Linked DNA regions of Mus musculus: region 2 is linked to region 1. A link is a contact called in public HiChIP or PLAC-seq data. All regions are on one chromosome and are shown on one strand. Each heading gives the region's core, a stretch centred on a gene start, on an enhancer-like site or on the middle of the called end of the contact. The rest is flanking DNA. Distances are from core to core; before and after follow the strand shown.

The links. HiChIP or PLAC-seq counts read pairs in DNA pulled down with a chosen protein or histone mark.
Region 2: an H3K27ac HiChIP or PLAC-seq map of embryonic stem cells shows a contact between it and region 1, with 6 read pairs. The contact joins the enhancer-like site here to the promoter of Podn in region 1. A contact is called at or near these places in 1 of 39 promoter capture datasets (the 3T3-L1 cell line), 3 of 484 Hi-C or Micro-C datasets (cerebral cortex, cranial neural crest and liver), 3 of 115 datasets of contacts at active chromatin or transcription factors (embryonic stem cells and extraembryonic endoderm stem cells) and 3 of 9 other capture datasets (adipose tissue, liver and pancreatic islet).

The regions. Positions count from the first base shown.
Region 1 is chr4:108,030,314-108,034,069 of GRCm38.p6, reverse strand. It overlaps Podn (podocan), which reads left to right and starts at 2,116. Exons shown (of 13, transcript NM_172874.4): 1 at 2,116-2,200.
Region 2 is chr4:108,076,179-108,080,299 of GRCm38.p6, reverse strand. The region is part of intron 10 of Scp2 (sterol carrier protein 2, liver); the gene reads left to right. Among named protein-coding and RNA genes, the nearest start is that of Mir6397, 9.1 kb to the left of the region's middle. Within about 2 kb of position 1,974, at least 23 of the 459 cell types and tissues checked have an H3K27ac peak or open chromatin away from gene starts, as enhancers often do. A contact at or near this core is called in embryonic stem cells and liver, where this site is marked.

The DNA of each region.
Region 1 (3,756 bases), core at 867-3,366:
CCCTTTTAGAGACAGAACTTCACTGTATAGTCCAGCGGCCTCAAACTTGCTGTCTTCCTGCCCAAGCCACCTAAATGCTAGGATAACAGGCATGCCCCTTGATATTAGTCTGTGTTTCTATTGGACATCTCTTGGAGTTCAGTCAGGTCTGGATAACAGTCTTATAAAAGCAGCTGTCTTTTTTTTTTTTTTTTTTTTTTTTTTTGGACTTACTGTGAGACCAGAGCTGTGCAGAGAAGACCTGGAATTTTTCTGTTTAATGTAGACAGTTTTTAATGCATTTCCCTTTGGGCCCAGGTCTACTTGACCCCATACACTGTAGTGATCTTAGACTGAACAGATGCTGACTCTGAGAAGCAGCATGAAGGAGCCGAAGTGCACAGGTAGTCAGCTGGGTACCCATCCCTTCTGAAGGCCGGAGGGTCACCTCCGTTTCCTCCTGAGACACTCACAATCCCTCCAGGCTGTAATGTAGCTGGTGCCTTCAGCACCACACAGACACAGTACGTGTGTGGGCACTGGCTTGGCAGAGCTAGTTTTGATGGTAGCAGAAGTGAGTGTGTAGTGTTCTAAGTGCCTAGCCCTAAAACACCCTGACCCTTCCAGGTGTATTCTACCGTACCTCCCCCACAGGGCTGGCCAGGATGTTTAAGGACAGTGCCTGGCACTTCGTTGGCACTCAGCATGTGCTGATTTTTCTTGTTCTAGAAGATTTTTGGTTCATGGGTAAACCAGCCAATAGAATCCAGTTCTTTTAGCTCCACTTGAATCTAGGCTCTGTCCAGAAAACACAAGATGCATCTCTGTTGGGCCCTGTCCAATCTTGTGAATCATACCAACTTTCAAGTTTGAGCTCAGAGAAGATTGGAATTTGAGGCCAAAGAAGGCAAAATATTTCCCTTTCCCATTCGTGTTAAGTTCTTCAGTGATGGGTAATGGAAACAGATGGCTGTGGGTTCAAACACAGGCTCTATCCCTACCTACCTGCCTGTTTGCATCACAGACGACTTTTGCAATGGGTAGATGGGCCAGAACCCCAGCTCCGAATGATGATGTTAGTTACGCAGCCAAGCACAGGCCACATCCTTACTTATTAGATGGGGAAATAATCTTCCTTTGCAGGGCTGTAAGGACTAGAGACTAATGCATGGAGATATAAACTGACTGCCTGGCAGCACAGGAGGGAAAGGTCTGCAGCCACTTTAACCAGAGCCCTTTAGGGTCTCGGCAGTTTAGGTGGCCAAGTGGTTCCACATTTGATTTATTATCTTTATCCCTCTCCGAGAGCCAAGTAGGTCCTGCCCAAAGGCCACAGCACGTAGAAGACAGGTTTGTTTCACAGCAGAGGTGCCAAGTAGCACCCAAACCCAGTCTCACCCGCCTTTCCACCACGAAGCCCTTGGCGCCAAACAGTGTTGCTTCAGCTGCTAGTACTTAATGTGCCTGTGCTTGGAACCATTTTCAGCTCCTGGGAGCAATATGGAGTGCTCCCTGCTCAGTCCCTTGCTTTCTCCGCGACTAGAACCTGTGTGCTTGAAGACTCCGGTCCAGTTTAACTCTCCTTCAAGGTTCACCAAGTTGTGGGCCCAGGGCCAGTGGAGTGAGGGTGGATGGTGGGGAGGAGAAGGAGGAATTTTGACAGGAAGGGGTCCAGAAGGGTCTTGGCTGACGCAGCATTAGCCATGCTCCGGACCCTAGGGTGGGAGAGGGAACAGGGAAGGTACTTGTGCCCGGGAAGGTTGCAAACTCCTTGAGGAAGAAGCTGAGCGCGGAGGAACTGGAAGGAAGGAGCCCTCTCGGTTCTCCTCAGGTGCGGGGGGCCTGCCTGGGTGCGGTCCCAGCCCGCAGGCTGGCAGGCGGAGGTGGTGCGCTGGAGGCACCCGGTGTTGGGGGCGTGGTGCTGCGGCCGGCCGGGGCGGCGGCGCGAGCTCCCGGGAAGTGGGCCCCCCGCCAAGCCCGGCGCCGTGGGCTCGGCCCTCCCTCTCGGCGCCCAGCGGGACCCTGCGCCTGTGTCGGGAGAGGCCGGCGTCCGGCAGATGCACGCGGGGCGGGGGCCGGGGGAGAGGCGGGGAGAGAGAACCCACAACAAAACTTGGCTCGCTGCGCCCACGGCTCGACTTGAATGACAGGAGCCGGCGCCCGCGGAGCGCAGCGGACACCCGCGAGCCTGTTCCGCCCACGGCGCGGCGCGCAGCGGCAGGTAGGACGCGGGCAGCCGGTGAGCCGAGGGACCACGGGCCACCGGCTGCGCCCGGGCAGCTCTCTCTGACATCCCGCCGTGCTCCCACTGCCACAGCCGCGATAGGGGAGGATCGCCGTATCCCACCCTGTCGGGCGGACCCCGCGCAAGGGGCACGGTTAGGCACACCTCCATATGGGGTGGCGGCCCCCCTGCGGGATCCGGAGCAAGGGGCAGGGGACCCTTTTTTTACTCGATATTCAGTCCCTGCCTTCGGGCTCCTCCCGCTGCGCACATCTGGAAAGAATCTGCGAGCGGATGGGGAGGGGAGGTGGAGGCACACGGGCGGGTGACAGGGACTGTGGGGGCAGGTGGAACTGGGAAGGGGCCTGAACCTCTGCACCGAGAACTGGGACCCAGGGCATCCTGCGTCTTTTCACGTCAGTTTGTCGGGGGCTTCACCGAGTCCAACACCGACCTCTTTACATACAGAAACAAGCACAGAAAGGCAGATATCAGTCCCCAGGGAGCCAGGGCAGGTGAGGCGCACAGTCAAGCAGCGGAACTTGGTTTCGGCAGTTTAGGTGCAGTCTAACTAACACAGGGCACTGCACTCCGACCATTCCGTCTAGGCAGCTGCTTCCAGCGGAACACAGAAAGGGACAGGGCAAGGAGCACGGTCGTCCCCAGGTTGTGTGGGTCTCAGAACCACTATCAGCCTGGTGCAGGGTGGGGGTTGGGGTGGACCGGGATGGGTGAGTTGGAATAGCTGACCTGCAGTCAGGTGGAAGAAGGGGGTGGGGTCGGCTTGGGATTCCAGTGCTGGGGCCCCGGGTTGGGAGGCAGCTGCTGCTGAAGAAGGCGTGCAGGGAGGGCTGTCGCCCAGGCTAGGATGCAGGTGTGCAAGAGGTGGCAGGAGGATGAGCATTAGCAGCCTGCATGTCTGCTGGGGGAGGTGCAACCGCGCTCTGCCTGGCACGAAGAGGCACCTGGTCTGCTGGGCAGACCCCTGGGTAGGCCTTTCCTTCTCCACCTCTCCCTTTTGCCCTGGAAAAGCCCAAATGACCAGATCCCGGGCTCACAGGGCGAACACCACTGGGAAGGGCCCGGGCTGCTCTGGAAAAAGTCATCAATGACTGGTCTGGGGCTTCTGCCCCCTTCCGTACACTCTCGGAGCCCTTGGCCCAGTCTTCGGTGTGTAAGGTAAGAAGTGTCAGATGTCAGAGTCAATGACCTGTGCACCATGAGAGCTACTCTTTGTCCCTTCCGTCTGAATCCTGGGTAGGAGGTGGCACCTGTAGGCTTGTTGGAGCCATACAAAGAGTGTTGATCATGACTTATTGGAACCCTGACGACCCTCTATCACTAACGTCCTGCCATGGTGGTTGATGCCCTCGGCAAGCTGTGCTTTCACAGCCAATTTCTATTCCCCGTTTACATGCTTCAACACACCTGCCTCTTTCCTGCCACTACTCCACACCTTGTCCATGGTTTCCACCCGCTTTGTTCACTTGGGGGAACTCCTACTCAGCCTTCAAGAGCAGCTTGGGGCTATGAGCAGAAGATAACCATTAGTC
Region 2 (4,121 bases), core at 725-3,224, 46 kb before region 1:
GAAAAAATAAAGGAACAAAGAAGCAGGGCCTTTCTGTGTCGGTCTCTGGCTGTCCCTGACCTTCCAGCCTCTGCCCCTGGTGTGCTCGCATCCCAGGCATGCTCTAGCACATCTGGACTCAGTGTTTTATTTCAAAGATTTCACTTTTCAAATCTGTATTTGATTCATTCTCTAGCTTCTTGGCTCTGTGGAGAACTCTGTCTGTCTTGGTGTTTATTTGTGTGTCTCTTTCACCTTGCAGCGCTAGTATCAATTTGAAAGTCCTTGATCATTTTGTAATCTGAACTTTGGGGTTTGGCATCTGTCCAGCTCTTTCCTCTTGGGAGTTGGTTGGTGGGGGGTGGTTCAGGTTCTTTGTGGGATGAATAATTTAGATCGCATCCTGAACACATGAATGCTACTTTATTCAGCATCCTCTGGAGAGGAGTGGTGGGGCCATGTAATATGAGCTGTAGGGAAGTGGGCATCAGCCTCTAGTGTCAATCCTAAGGATCAACTCCCCCCATTTAATTTTTGAGACAAAGTCTCTTGCTAGACCTGGGGCTCCCTGGTTTTAGGGTAGTCAGGCTGGTCAGTGAGCCCCAGAAAATTGCTGTCTCTGCCTCCTCAGTACTAGAATTACAAACACACACACACACACACACACACACACACACACACACACTAAATCTAGCTTTTTATGTGAGTACTCAGTCCTCAGGTTTAGAAATTTGTTTACTAACTGAATTATCTCACTGTTTGTGATTAAGCAAGCAACCGAAAGAACCTAGTGGGGAAACCCCCACTTAATTCCCATTCGTCGTGCACCCAAGAATCACGAACAGACGACCATCTTGATGTAAAAGCATGAGGAAGTTTAATGACGGAGCTCCGGGGCCGACACATATCTCCCGCAGGAGACAGAGGTGTCGACCACATGGTGGAGCTATAATGGCGAAGCTCCGGTTCGAAATGTATCTCACACAGGAGACAGTGGTTTCCACCACGAGGCTTGGAAGCTAGGGGTTTTATAGAAAAGGGGTGGGGCTGGGGGAGGAATTGGTGCGGTTTCACATGATTGGTCCATTTAAACATCAACAGACTGTCAGAAGGGCAGGAGATAGGGAGGCACTAGGCCAGTCAGGACGTGTAACGAGGGGCCTGCCCAGGCATGTCCTGGCCTGTTCTGCTATGTTCTCAGCCCCAGGTTTCAAAGCTCACAAACAACTCTTTGGGCTATTTGACATAAATTACATGAATCACGTGTCTCAAGTTTTATTTCCTTTCACAGCCAGCCCAGTTTGTCCTCACAAATTCTGACTTGCCTTCTGAGGTGGCAGCCGAAGTCCCTGTTTAGTTCCCGAGCCTGTGCTGTGCTGGTTTGGGGCCATCCCATGCATCTGTAGCTGTGGAGTGAACCTCAGACTCACTTACTCTGAGTATAAGTCTACACTCGTAATTAGGGAGGTGGGGCTCTGTCCTGACTCTCTCTACTGTGCCCTTCAATGCTTACTGTTCAGCCTGTGGGGTTTGTTTTCCTGGTTCTGTTGGTACAAAGGTGGGGTTTCAGTGGGATGGTGCTGCTCATCTGTAATCCCAGCACTTGGGAGGCAGAGAAAGGAGGATCTGGGGTTCAAGGCTAGTCTGGGATACTTTTGACTGTCTCAAAAAGCCAAATGTGTGTGTGTGTGTGTGTGTGTGTGTGTGTGTGTGTGTGTGTGTGTGTGTATGTCTGCTGGGGGTTGGGGTGTACAGTAAGGGTATAGACTTAGTTCTAGAACACTACCTTTGTTGACGTGGAGTGCTATTCTGGGATGCAGTTTACTTGTGCAGAGCTGATCAGGACAGCCTGAGGAAGCATAACTGGAATTCAGCCTTGTGTGCAGCTTCCCTGAGCTCTCTCCTTGCTAATCAGGTGTACTCTCTGATGTGACTAGCACTGTATACATGCCTTCAGTGGTGGTGCTAGGAGAGGAGCATTGTGGGACACGAACACATTGTGTAATGTGTAGTGTTGTCTACACCATTTTGTGTTCCCAACTGGTCACAACCATGCACCTGCCCAGGAGCGATCTCAGATCTTTGGATAAAAGACACACACCCACATTAGCTTATTTTTAAACTGGCTTACTGGGTCTGTGGCTGGGCTCTTCTAAGCCTTCGTGGCTAGCATGCCCTTACCTTCACTCCCAGCTCAACACCTCTAACTCTGCCCTTGGCTTAGTTGCTCACTTACCTTCTGTGAAGCCCGTTGGTCTTCTTGCCCAAGGTGCTTTCCCTTTCTACTTACATTTTGTAAGATCTCCCCTGTAGCTCCAAGTCTGTCCCATCTCTCTCCCCCAAGTACCTCTGTAAGACCCCGACCATTGGTCAATGGTGTCTACTTTGAGACGTGCCCCCCCCCCAAGACACCCAGATTGATGCAAAAGCAAGAGGTTTGTTTTCCAGCTTGTAGGAGTCAAGCTTCAATTAGTCCCTCAAGGTGAGTGACTAGAAGATGACCCTGAATGGCTATTACATCAGCAAGGTTGCAGTTCAAACATATTGGCTATGCACATTGACCTTTAAATCTATTGTCCAGCAAGCGTGACACACATTTGAACTCTACTTGGGACTTTCCAGAGGGTCAGGTAACTTATCAGTCAGGACATTCTAATAATTTTTCTAAGAATGTTCCTGTGGGTGGAGAATGTAACTTGGCCTAGCCTTGACCCCAGATGGGAGAGGGAAGCTGTAAGGAGGGTGTGGGACTGGAAAAAGCCCTTAGGGTCCCTCACTTCCATTCTCTTCCTCTTTCCTAGCCTATGGGAACCTGGAAGTCCCACCTCGAGTTCTTTCTGTCCAACTATTGACTGTTGACATCTTTATTGATAGATCAAAAGCCAGTTGGTGGTAAGGACCTTCTGTGCCAGTAAACACAGATTTCCTAACAGAGCATCAGAAGTAGCCCCCTACACCACACTCACCACACAGGGAACATGCAACTGGAACCCAGTTAAATATCATGTGATGAGTGATGACTTTCAGGTTGCTCCCAGTGCTTCCCTGAAATCTAGATTCAGGGAGCAAACTGCCTACTTTTCAGGGTGTTATAGGTTGATTTTGTGTGTGTGTGTGTGTGTGTGTGTGTGTGTGTGTGTGTGTGAGTTTGTGTGTGCTGTTTGCTTTTTGATGGCTTGTCTGTAGCTCAAACCTAAGTTCAGAAACTGGACTGCTAATATTTCCCAAACCTCTCTCTCCAACTTGGACATCTTTCAGTTGATCACACAGGAAACTGGAGAACCATTCTTTTTAAAGATTTATTTATGTATTCATGTGTGTGTACATGTGCGTGTGCATCTACAAGCATGTGTAGGGCTACCCACAAAGGCCAGAAAAGATTGTTGGATCCCTTGGTTACAGGACGTTGTCAACTGCCCAAGTTTGTTTTGGGATCCAGGTTGTCAAAAGAATAACAGGTGCTCTTAACTGCGGAGCCATCCTTTGACCTCTGCAGAATCAGTCTTCAGTCACCTTCTCACAATGCCCCACCAAATCCATCTTTGGATTCTGTTGGCTCCTACTCTGCCTTCTAATAAATTCTGAGTATACCACATCTTGCCAGTCAGTCTTTGTCACAGCCAGCATGGTGCCTTAGGTTGTGGTCATCTCCCAGCCGGCCCCTAGCCTGCCCGGATTCCTTCAGTCTCTTTGATATACAAGGAGAAGAAGCAGATGGTTGTGTTAGAAGCTGGCCAGCATCATTTCTTTCTTCAAAGGCCTGCTAGCTTCTCACCCACACAGAGGCGCAGGCCAAATGTCATTTTATCTACCTTGGGTCCCTAGCTCCTTCCCTGCACCTCCTCTCCTACAGTTACAGTGTCTTCTTTTTCAAGCACCCCAGACTCATTTTCCTCAGGGGCCTGTGTCCAAAGCCCCATGTGGCATCTCCGGGGCTCTCTCCCTTGTTCCCACTTCCCAGACTCTTTTCCTTCCTTCTTTCCGAGGCTGTGGCTACTCAGCATACTGTTATCTGGACCACACTCAGACCATCGGCATCGCATCTGGGGCTTCCGGATCTTAGTGTTCCATCAGAAAAGCGTCTGGATTAACACTTTATATAATCCACGTACTTTTGTTTACTTTGTAACCACTCCCAAACA